Linked DNA regions of Rattus norvegicus: region 1 is linked to region 2. A link is a contact called in public Hi-C data. All regions are on one chromosome and are shown on one strand. The core of a region is the stretch at or near the end of the contact, and the rest is flanking DNA. Distances in the headings are between cores, read along the strand shown. Region 1 holds the start of Tlk1 (tousled-like kinase 1). Region 2 overlaps Tlk1 (tousled-like kinase 1).

Region 1 (6,358 bases), core at 832-3,331, 110 kb after region 2:
ATTTAAAAAAAAAAAAAAAACTGCTGAGGGAGGGGAGCAGGATTTCTGGTTATTTGGAAGTTTGAATTAAATTATTCAAACCACTCAGAATTTTTCCTCATCAGGGAGGGTGCAGAACAGCACACCTAGGATGGTAAAATTAGCTACGGGCTGACCTTCCTTAGAAACTCCATCTGAATTTGGTGGCTGCCAAATTCTCAGGACTGATAACAGAAGTCAACTGTTAAACCAACAACATGCACTCAGCAGATTATCACATACGGGTCCTGGCTCATAGTAATGGCTCAATAAACACTTGAGAAATCAATGAGGAATTATTTTTTTCAAAGGTATAGGACTCTAGAAACCAAGATAGTGTTTCGAAACTCACACTATCATTAGGCATCTTAATGAAACTACAAAGTGGAAACAGCTACAAGCACCAACTGCCCTATTTACAAAACGCACTTTAAACAATTTCCTTACAAATTTTCAAGTTTATACATGTACACAAACATAAATTTTCAAGCACAGAAGGAAAACTCGGATTAATTTAAGTCACTCAATAAATAAGCTCTTATCTTCCATTAATGAAAAATCAGTGTCAGGGTGAGATGAAAGGGGAAAATGTCTGTCAATGTATTCGGCATGTTTAATGGATGCCATAAATCAAATCTTCCCATGAATTTTCTAGAGCATATTCACGTCAATCTTTGAGCCTATTGTCACTTTCACACATGCTCACGGGAACAAAATGACAAAGAATGCTATGTCTCAACCACTGGATCCGGGCAAGAAATATTTGATTAGCAATTATCAAGGTTATGGATAATAAGTATAGACATATTTTCAAATTACAATAATCCTAATGACTCATAAATATAAGGTCTAAATTTCTTTACGAGATTTACTAGACTGCTGGACTTCCAAACGTTTTCTTCTCCTCTTTTTAAAGGTGCTGATAATCTCCTTGTGCGAGACAACCGGGAGCGAACAACCCATTTACCGATTGCTAACGAATTAAGCTACGCATTTTCCAGACAAAAGCGAGTTAGAAAAGATCCGATGCAAATTTATTCTTTCCTGGTAAACGAGTATTCTCCCACATTCCATTTTATGGAGTATACTTAAAGTTAAATGCAGCAAGTTCATTTTTTAGTCAAAAGCACTAGGTGCCTTACTGGCTGTGTGACTGCTACATCTGGTGGCAGAACACTTGCATGCAAGGAGCCAGAAAACTTAGAAAACAATTGTAACCGATCTCGGTGCGTGTTTTGCAGGAACCTTCAAGCAAGAATTTCCATAAAACCCCACCACCCCTGGCAGAGAGGAACACGAGCCTACTTGCACCCACGAGCATAACGTACAAACACGCAGGAGTCGATGGCGAAGGAAGGAAAGTTGCAACCATCTGGAGGGGTGGCACGAGCTGCCTTGCCCACGAGTCGGTCTGCCGTTGGGATCGCTCTAGGGGCCGCGCTGGGGATCCGAATCGGACCCGAGGCAGCCCGGAGCACGCTGGCGGCGGGCGAGGGGCATCCTACCGGTCCCGGCGGTCGGGCTTGCGGCGCGGGGACCGCCTCTATGGGAGGAGTGCGGACTAGGGGAGGGGGCTCGCGCGCCAAGGCTGCACCGCGAGGGCAATCCCATCCGAGCCCCAAGGCCGGGAGGCTCAGGGAGCAAGGGCAGGCCTCCCGCCCGCGAACCGCCATCCCCCACCCCAGCCCGGGGTCCGCGCGGGCCGAGGGAGCCCGCGGGAGGGCGCGGTGGCGCTTACCTTCCCTGGGCCTCCCGGATGGCGGCGTGTGATTCAGCAGGGACCTGGCCGCTGCCGCCGAGCCTGGGGTTGGAGACGTGGAGAGCCGGGACCAAGATGGCGGCCCCTCCAAACTTCCACTGCTACTTTGGACACTCATCAAGCTACTTTCTGGGAGCCCGACTCCCCCCCTGCGACGGCGGCGGCACCGGCACCCGCCTCCGTCATGGCGGGGGCCGCGCTGAGGGCGAGCGCGGGCGCGAGGGCTGGGAGGGGAGCGCCGCGCCGCCGAGGGAGCGCGCCGGGCGGAGGGCAGGCGGGGAGGGCAGCGCTGAGGGGAGGCAAGTGGCCGGGGCCGCGGGGCCGGGGCCGGAGCGCGGGCGGAGCGCGGACCGCGCCGACCGAGGCCACTTCCGCGGGCGGAACCTGCCGGCACCTCTGCAGTGCGTCGGGCCCCGGCGTCGCCCGGGCGGCGGCGGGCGGTGGGTAGCGGCTGAGGCGGCGGGGTAACCTCTGCATCAGTTACGGGCGGCGGCGGCGGCGGCGTCACGCGCCGCCAATGCAAACACTATCGCGAGGCTCCTGCGCCTCCGGTAGCGGCGGCGGCGGCGGCGGCGGCCGCGGGGCCGGCAGGGGGGAGGGGGAGGGCCCTGCCCGGGCGGGGCGAGGGCGGGGAGGGCGCGAGCGCGCAGGGAGGCGCGGGGAGACGAGTCGCGTGCGCGGGGCCGGCCGGAGGGAGGCGCGCCCCCGCTGCCACCTGCCTCCCCCTCGCCGCGGCGCGCCTGCTCCGAAGCGCGCCCCACACCCAGCCTGCCCGAGACGCCTCTGCTCTCGCCCGGCTCCGGAGTCTCAAAATGGAACTGAAAAGTTGAGAGTTGCCTCTTGCCCCTCAGAAGGAAAAAGGAAAAAAAAAAAAAAAAAAAAACCAAAAAAACAAAAAAACAAAAAAACCAACAACAGTGTGCACTTACAGGTCTGCAGAACAGGAGTCGTCACGGAATTTAGAAAAGAAAAAAAAAAAAAAACCCTAAGAAAATAAAACTTTCCTTAAAAACAATCTATCAAAGGAATTGAGAAATCCTACCGGTGGGGTAGCCCATGTGTATAGTAGAGCTGTTCTTTGTTTTCACAGAAGTGGAAAATCTAAATAGAAAATATTGACTACTGAATTCACATTTCAAAAAAAACTATAGTGTTCATCTTGAAGGTATGGTTTCTAGAAATTTCCAGTTTCTGGTGCCGCTGTTGAGTATTGACGTCGAATTTCCCAAACAAATTACAGTATTTGTTAAAATTTATAGATAGAGCGTAGCTTTCTGCACGCCCACGTACACACACCAGCGATTGGCCATCTTGTTCATAAAAGAACAGTCTAGTAGTCCAGGAAAAATACGGCAAGGTTATTGCTCTCTTTAAACAACCAAATTGAATAGAACACTGAAAAGATTATGCTATAGAGCAACTGTGCCGGCATAAGGAAATGACATGATTACCAGGGGAACAAAAATGTCATTTCTATTTTTTATTTTTATGACTTTGCATTTCTCATAGTAATGTTTTCTTCAGATAAACTATCATTAGAGCCTTGGTTGTCAGCTATGCCAGAAGTCACTGGAGTGTCCCTGTGCTTCAGATTCTTCTGTTCTCAGTCACATTCTGCTTTTGAAACCTAAGAACTGTCACACATTGAACAACGAACGTTATTGACAATGAATGGGCTCACTGTAAAGTGCGTGGCTTTGGGTCCCACGCTAGGGTGTACACAGCTCTGAAGCCCCCTGTACAATCAGTAGCAAACATCTATTGCCCACCCAGCTCCCGTCCACCTACCCCTTTGAGGTTCCTCCATGCTCTACCTCCATCCCCCTCAGAACCACACTTCTGCTTTCCATGCTACAGAGTAATTTGGATTTTCCTGAATTTTAGATGAAGCGTCCAGTGTTTATTCTGGATATAAAATGGTTTCCCTGGACATAATTATTTTAATAGCCATATGGTTGCATTCTCTTGTATGAATATATCACACCTTGTCCCTTAAACTATTGATAGACATTTGCATTCCCCCCCTTTTGCTATATTAGTTCCATGAACACTCATGTGCAAGCCTTTAGATGATGGATATACATCGTCCATCTCATGGTTGTGTACCTATGTATGACTTCATATGATATATACGGATACTGTTTGCTTGCTCTTCTGTATGCTGGAGATCAAGCCTAGTGCTTCATAGGAGCTAGGCAAGCCCTCTACCCCCCCCCCTCTTTCTTTTAAGAGTAAGCTCAGTTTGCAAGTCATATCATAAAGAGCACAGGGCAGGAAGGAAGTTACGAGAACTGACATTAATGTCAACAACTATTTAAAAAAATCCTTATTTCAACTTTCCCATCTATAGCAAAGAGGTTAGACTCCTCTCATTTCCAGGACTTTAGTTCAGAGTTCAATTCCTCATAAACTGTAAATAAATCCCAAGGCAGACAGGCAAGGTGGCCCAAGCCTTTAATCCCATCACTTGGTTGGCTGAGGCAAGAGGATTGCTTCGAGTGCTAGACTGGACTACAGACACCTTCCTGACAGCATTTTTTGCAGTCTGAGTTTCCTGTTGTTTTGCCCTTTTTAATGATGACTAGAGGCGCATGGCACATGCATAAGCGAGTTGCTTCAGTTACATTTTGCTTGTGGCTGCTGTGGAGAAGGACAATTACATATTCTGATCTTGCCTTCTTGTAGCTTAGGATGAAGAGAAAACTTAACCACCCTCTAAAGAAGCCTCTTCCAGTTATAAGGAGCTAAGCAGAAAACCGGGCTTAGCTTAAAAATGGAACTTCACGTATCGTCTGCACTCACACCTTCAAAAAAAAAAATGCCAAAGGGTAGTGACAGAATTTTCAGAGTATGCTATAGTAAGTAAAACGAGGATATGATTGCCATTTGTAAGATTGTACAAAAATAAATGACTAGAAGGATGTACCACAAAAAGACAATGACTAGGTTGTTTTGATGACAGTTATTGTTTCTACTTCTGTCCTTCCCCAAATTGTGCACAGCAAATGTATATTTTTTATATTCAGGAAAAGTTCGTTAAATAACATAAATAATTTAAGCATAAAATGTCTCTAGACAAAAATTATGTAAGTAGATAATTTTATAAGCTGTATACATGATACCCTAGCTGCTTGGTAGCTTGAAGAAGGAAGACCATGAGTCCAAGGCCTACTGGGTCATACAGTGTGGTGGTTTGAATATGCTTGGCCTAGGGCGTGGCACCATTAGGAGGTGTGGCCTCGTGGGAATAGGTGTGTCATTGTAGGCGTGGACTTTAATACCTTCTTCCTAGCTGCCTGAAAACCAATCTTCTAGCAGCCTTCAAATGAAAGAGTAGAACTCTCAGCTCCTCCTGCACCATGCCTGCCTGGATGCAGCCATGCTCCTGCCTTGATGATAATGGACTGAACCTCTGAACCTGTAAGCGAGCCCCAATTAAATGTTGTCCTTTATAAGAGTTGCCTTGGTCACGTGTCTGTTCACAGCAGTAAAACCCTAAGACATATATCAAGAATCTGTCTTGGGGGGTTGGGGATTTAGCTCAGTGGTAGAGCGCTTGCCTAGCACACGCAAGGCCCTGGGTTCGGTCCCCAGCTCTGAAAAAAAAAAAAAAAAAAAAAAAGAATCTGTCTTGGAAAAACGTGTCTGCATTTATGTGTGTATAATCACTTAAAATAAGTACAGAGTAATAGATTGCATGGTAGGAAAAATATGGAAATGATCAGAAGACTCCAACTTCCAACTGAAAGGGACCTTCAGTCTGCCACTGAGGACCTCAAGAACAAGGACACAATACGGGGAGAGCGTCTTTGGGCAACCTTCCCGACTGAAATATCCCTAGAAAGAAAGCTAAACACGGAAGTCAGCGTGGCAAGGAAGAGATGGCAGGAACTCCTCTAGAAAGAGCAGGGAAGAGATAGAAAAGGGTCCTGTGCCCGCGTTCTTCATTCTGAAGCCTCTAGAGGAGTATCTGGCCCAGGCCAAGTGTCCTGTCAATTTTGTGAAAAGAATGGGTTTATAAGGCTCAATAAAGAGGCGAGGGAACAAAGCAGAAGTCTCTGAAGGTCTCTTGAGGCAAGGTCAATACAGCAGGTAGAGACCTGAGCCCTCATCTATAGAGGGACTAGAATTTACAGCTACGGCTATTAGACTCTTTTACATTTGTCTTTGGAAGTAAAATTATTTTTAAAAAATCTAATATTATAGATGTAAAAAATGCATTTTGCGGTGACACGCAGCAGACGGTGAGGACGTGCGCCCCCCCACTTCTTCCTCTTCCTTGACTACTTCTTTGTGGGAGCAGCAGCGGAGTCCACAGGTTAGTAGCCAACATGCAGCTCTTTGTCCGCACCCAGGAACTAAACACCCTCGAGGTGACCAGCCAGGAGACAGTCGCCCAGATCAGAGCTCATGTGGCCGCGCTGGAAGTCATTGCCCCGAAGATCAAGTCCTGCTTCTGGCAGGCTCGCCACTGGAGGATGAGACCACCCTAGGCCGGTGTGGTGTAGAGGCCCTGACCACTCTAGAAGTAGCTGGCTGCATGCTGGGAGGTAAAGTCCATGGTTCCTTGGCTCGTGCTGG
Region 2 (6,038 bases), core at 2,294-4,793:
TAGGGCCACAAGGTTGCTCTAACACAAGACAAAAAACATTAAGGCTGATATTTGACTACTTCTGAGAAAATAATTACTTTTGTATTGAAAAAAGATGCCCACAGTGACTGGAGCTGGTTGTCATTTAATCCAATTAAGCTTTGGGAGCCCTGGGGCCAGCTCAGACCAGCTCCTGCTGCCATACTATGAGCAGACTAGACCTGCATCCCTCCCCAACTAAGCCTACAAAGTGGGCATGACTCTATGTTACTGTGGTTGAGTCCAGAACCTCAGATATAGTGTCTTGTCCCCATGAATCCTTTAAGGACAGAACATGGACCTGGGTGGCAGTCTCAGCTTGTCCCCCTGCTCTTAGGCTCGGGTCTCCAGGAGTTTCCATCTGGAGTTGGATTTGTTGGGTCCTTGACAGATGGGAAACATTAGGAAACACGCCAGGCACGACCGTGTGGAAGCTGAAAGACAAAGTGCACCTGAATCTGCGATCACTAAAGGCTAAGTGGTGCGTTACCTTGGAGACAGGCGGTGGCTGGACATCAGAAGAGCAATGTCATGGTCACAGCGGGAAGGGGTCTGAGCTCCTGACGGCCCACTATGTGTTTACAAACATAAATGGCAAAGGGAAGGAAATGCAGTTGGGCTGTCATGTCGAGCTATCCCCCTGCACCCTCCTAGTATTACTGTTAATGATGATACCAGGGTCCCTTGGGTCAGATGTTTACAGCTGAGCTCTTAAGACACCTGCTGCATTTGGGGAGCCGTGATCCCATCCTATATGCATGAGAACATGCATACATTTAAGGCTGCCTTTCTAGAAAGTACAGATTACACACAGAAACAGGTCATTTGTCAAGTTCCTGACATTAACAGTACTATGAAGTTGTTTGAGGCCTCATGACTCAACTGTAGCCAAGAACGATACTCACGGTTTGAGGGCATGAGAACCAGGCGCTCTCCCTTGCTTCTCCCTCTGCAGTGGCTGTAAGTGCACAAATGATCAAATATGCTCATGTGTGATAAACACAAGTACCCTTCCACCAGTCAAGACCCCAGGCCAAGGACAGGTGGCTTGGAGAGTTGCCAAGGAGACCTACCAAGCTTGAGTAGACTCTTGCATGAAATGAGTACCAAGCTTCTCTTTCTGGCATGGTGGGGGACTCGTAACTCTAGCTTACCCTATCCAATTCTGCCATTTTGATTCAATGGAAAGAATAACCACATCATAAAAACTTAAAGCTTGGTGGTGGCAGGGTGGGGTGGGGAGGGGAATGGACGCCAACACTTGGTGCTACAAGCTGATGGCTCCAGTTGCTACTGTTTTTATTGAAGTGTACCCTGCATGTTAGCCAAGAAGGAGTAAATGCACACAAAGAACAGTGTTTCTTACAGAGACCAAACCCTGCTTGGCTTTAACTCTTAGTCCTGTGGTAACAGCATGTGGTGACGGCAAAGGAGCAGAACAGTGTTCCCATCGTGATCTCACCCAAACTCTCCAAACCAGAAGGGAAAATTGTAGCGCCAACATGGCTGGCCTGAGAAACAGGCAAGAAAGCCCTTCGAGGTCTCATGTTACTGTTCAAAGTAAGCTACCCCATTGCCACTCATGCCTTCTGTGCCAGACCACTAAACAAATGCAGGCACGCTTATCCCCTCTAACCAACGTAGAACCAAGAACTTTATATTTTCCAGATTTCATCTCCAAGTATGGCTTCTAGAAATGTGGGAATTAAATGTAGACAATGAACTCCATGGAACAAGAAGCTGACAAGCCATTTTGTGGTCATTTAACATTAGCGCCACTAGAAAGTCAATTATTTTCTTCTTACAAATCAGCCTACTTAATACTAAAGGTCAAGACCTTCTTTTAGAATTAAAAAGCCAACAAAATAAAAAATAAACTATACTTTAGCATAGTTCTTTCTCCCAAAAGACAAAGCAAAAAAAAAAAAAAAAAAAAAAAAAAAAAAAAAAAAAAAAAAAGACATTGCTGGCCAGAGGCAAAGATGAGTACATTTGAAGGTAAATATGCTATTGACTCAATGTACACACAAGATAATCCTGCCCATGCTGTTCCCATTCCTTAATATGGCCACTACTACTAGGGAATTCTGAATCTTGATGTGTATGATCTGATAATGGGGAGTGAGGGGAGCTCTCTTCAAAGAGGTTTCTTTTAAAGACTTGAAACTATGTTTCAGAATTGAAACTATGTGTCTGCCCGATAGCCTATGCTTCTGAAAAAGCTTTACAAATGGAAGGAAAAAGCCCATTCCTACTGGAGAGTTAAAATTGTCACGAGAAAAAAAAAGTTAACAAGCCCTGGGATAGCTTAGTCCAGAAGCCACCAGTGTTAGGGTCCACAGTGGCTTCAGATTCACAGAGTACAAGGTGGGCAGCAGCATTAGCCTGGGAAAGAGGATCCAACCTACCCAGTTGCACCCCCAGGAATGTGCTCTAGGCCTCCCAAAACTGAGTGTGCTAGGGCAGGTGAGGGACTCCTGAGAGGCACAGGCAGGCCTCCCATTGCCCAGATAGGGGTTCAAAAGCATACCAAACCCAGGGGCTGGCTGCTGCCCAGTCGTCCATCTCCTTAGGGCCTCCGAATGCTTCCAAGGGTGTGGGGATGGCATGCCTAACCCTCTCTTAGGCACTCAGGTGTGGGTTGCTGTGCTAACTCACTTCCTGTGCTAGGTCCTGCCAGGCAGGGGAGTCAATAAACAGTTTGCAGACGTAGAAGCCTCCCATAGGAGTTAGTGACTAGACAAAGCCGGAACTGACTTCCAAACCAGACCCCACATCTCCACATTACCCTTCTGCATATTTAAAAAGAAACTAGTAATTTGGTCATTAGTAGACAAAATAATTGAAAACTGAAACACCTAAACACACTGCCAAATATTATATTCCTTTTTTTTTTTTTTGGCAACTTCGGTGTCTACGTTTGATGACTACCCTGTCTTACAGAAGACTTCCTGCTAAGTGGATGAATGAACACATATACAGCAGGCAATTAACTCAGATTGGACGGTGGGGTCATGGTGTTTGGCCCAGGGCTTTCCCAACAGCCTAAGAGCCTTGAAGCTTACATGAAAATTTGGAATGGAGTCACTTCGTGGTCAGGATTCTTTGTGGAAGGCCGTGCTGAACAACCCACAGTGACATGCACGAAGGGACAGGAGCATATACTTTTCAATTCCAAGACTTGGGAGGGATGCATTGAAACTTTTCCATACTTCCAGAACTTTCTTTTGAGTGAGCTACTGAGTCAGTTCAAAAGCTTTCAACAGGAAGAGAACAGCAGTGGGCAGGGAGAAGCTTGGAGCTGCTTTCTGCTTTTCCATGAGAGGCGTCAACACCCTAGAGGCCTTTCAGGGAGGGCATGCATGTCCAATTTGTGGGTAGTCTCATCTGACTGCAGAAGGCAAGGGAACACAGCAGGGAGCACTGGTTTGCACCTCACTTTCATGTTACCTGAAGTGAGCTTAGACACGAAGGTGCTCTCCAGTGACTCACTGCCTCTGTGTGCACTGACATCGTTCCAACATGAGGGTGCTCTCCGGTGACTCACTGCCTCTAACTGTGTGTGCTGACATCGTTCCAATACTTTTCTTTGGGTTTGCTCTTTTATGATGATAAAAAAAAAAGTCACATATGCTCTTTGATTTTTGTCACTACTGAAAAGTGACATTTCAGGCTTCCAAAGATAGATAGGTTGGGCTTTGTCTGTCTGTCTACCTACCTACCTTTTATAGGCCCTGCCAGGCTGGCCCTGGGCTTCAACTAATGCTCCCACCTCGACACATCCCGATACTGAGGTTGCAGGTACTTTTCACTATGCTTAGCTTCCCTCCTCCCCTTCGGATGCATCAGTGACCATGAGGCTCTGTCACATCGGCTTCCTCTGTGGAAGAACAGACCCTCCCTCCTCCATCTTACTCCAAATGGCTGTTACAGAGAGATGACAGAAAAGCACAGAAGAGCTTCTGAGCAAACAGCATACTGGCCAAAGCAGCTTCTGGCTGGTTCTACACAGTTCCTGGGCCTTTCCCCTGCAAACTCGGTTCCTAGTCACTCCATTTGCTTGCCTTCCCTTTTCTGGGAATCCAATCATCTCTTCCTTGAAACTTGATTCAAACATTGAGAAATTACTTTTTTCTTGCAGGAATTTAAATTATCACAATAGACTTCTCTTTGTGCATAAGGCAAAAGCGATGATCTTGGAGTTTTTAAAAAAAGCAGTGGATGCTGGCATTTACTAAGTGCTGGGCATAGTTCAGAGTACAGTGACCTTTACTCCACACAGCGATGTTAGAAACTTGGATCCTCATTTTGAGAGCTGTCAGCGTCCTGTTTCCACACTGTGATGCTGTTTCTGTGCCCTCAGTGTGCTGCCTGGGCAGGTGATCCACACCCGCCCAAGCTGAAGGCTGGGGCTCCGCCTGAGGGATCCGAGCTGAGGCCTCAGGTACAAGCCACACACCCTGCTATTCACTTGAAACTTTCTACCATTTTGGTTCGGTTTTATGGAAACAAATTCTGAATTCAGGTTACACACTCAAATCTTACCTATTGAAGAAAAAATTTTCAGGGTGTCTTAGCATGGGAAAGCTCTGCTTAACAAGGCCCAAGTCTACTGCAACGGGATAGCCTCTGGGCAGGGCACAACTGTGAGACTCCTTTCTGTAGCAGGGCCTCTCTTTCTGTGGTCTTGTCTGGGGTATTCTAACCCCCCCCCCCCGCCGCCTCTACCTGAGGAATGTCATATAGCCTTAATTAGTTTATAGGATCAAACTCCTTTCTCCAGAGAAAACATTCATTCAGCCGGCATCTGAGATTACAGAAATGATTCCCCATGCTAACGAGGCATTCCAGGTTCCTTAAAGCCCCCAGCCAATGATCTTTGCTCATCTTAGATGTCCCTACCTTCAGTCCCTGAAAACTTTATAAGCCTCCAGTCACCCTAAGTAAAGATAATCTGCCTACTGACAAGCAGTAGTCGTGTGGTCATCCACTGTACATACTCCCAGGGCTTCCAAACTCCAACCCTTTCAACATCTCTGCTATCTTTGCCCCTGTGGACCAAGTCGGCCTATGATCCGTGAGGGCAGGGAGACCCACATCTTAGGAGACACTGTGAACAAGGTGACTCTTACAAAGAAAAACCCTCAGCTGGGGCTGGCTTACAGTTTCAGTCCAGTATTATTATCATGGTGGCATGCAGGCAGACATGGTGTTGGAGAAATAGCTGAGAGTTCTTCGTCGTGATCCGAAAGCATCCAAATAGACTGGTCCAGACTGGGTGGAGCTTAAGCACACATATGACCTCAAAGCCCACCTCCATAGTGACACGTTTCCTTCAACAAGGTCATACCTACCTCTTAATAGTGCCACTTCCTATGTGCCAACCACTCAAACACATTAATCAATGGGGACCAAACTTATTCAAACCACTAGAGGGAGTGGAGTAGACCACACATACAATCCCAGCATTCTGGAGGCTGAGGCAGGAGGATTGCTATCAACTTTGAGGCCAGCTTGGACAACATAACCAGGCTCTAGATAAATTAATTAATGGGGAAAAGGAAGTAAGATAACTGGAGATGTATTTTGGCTGGGAAAGCCAATTCAGATACAAATGGACAGGCTATACACACTCAAAACCACTATAGAATGAGTCAACATCCAAAAATTCAACTTAGGAACTAGCGGCCAAAGCAGTTTTAGAATTAGTCTAAATATTCAAAACACTGAAATTTCATGTACTCAGAGGAAAAACTTCTTTAAAAACATGGAAATTTACAGTCAAACTAGAGAAGGACCTGGTGAGTTTGTTCACATTTAAACTCAAGTAGGGAAAGTGGGTGGCCACAAGGAAAGCCAACCGCATGTCTCCCGCCCCCCGCCCCATCACCACGGCAGCTTCTGCATCCTTTCAACATCCAAGTGTTTACCGAAGTGCCTGTACTTACTGGTTTTGGGGGAGCAGTGTGCTGGGGACTGAACTTCCACGAGCTCAGTGCAGCACTCTCCCCTCCCAATGG

What was found. Hi-C and Micro-C count contacts between places; a contact is called where the count stands out from the background.
Region 1: a Hi-C map of liver shows a contact between it and region 2, with 4 times the contacts expected there. The contact joins the promoter of Tlk1 here to the enhancer-like site in region 2. A contact is called at or near these places in 11 of 12 Hi-C or Micro-C datasets (the A7r5 cell line, Schwann cells, frontal cortex and 6 more) and 1 of 1 datasets of contacts at active chromatin or transcription factors (oligodendrocytes).

Annotation. Positions count from the first base shown.
Region 1 is chr3:76,032,978-76,039,335 of GRCr8, forward strand. Tlk1 (tousled-like kinase 1) reads right to left here and starts at 2,082. Exons shown (of 20, transcript NM_001395018.1): 1 at 1,757-2,082. The coding sequence starts at 1,895. It also overlaps the pseudogene Fau-ps1.
Region 2 is chr3:75,922,553-75,928,590 of GRCr8, forward strand. Tlk1 (tousled-like kinase 1) reads right to left here. Exons shown (of 20, transcript NM_001395018.1): 20 at 5,751-6,038. Among named protein-coding and RNA genes, the nearest start is that of Gorasp2, 43 kb to the left of the region's middle. Within about 2 kb of position 3,544, at least 12 of the 93 cell types and tissues checked have an H3K27ac peak or open chromatin away from gene starts, as enhancers often do. A contact at or near this core is called in kidney and liver, where this site is marked.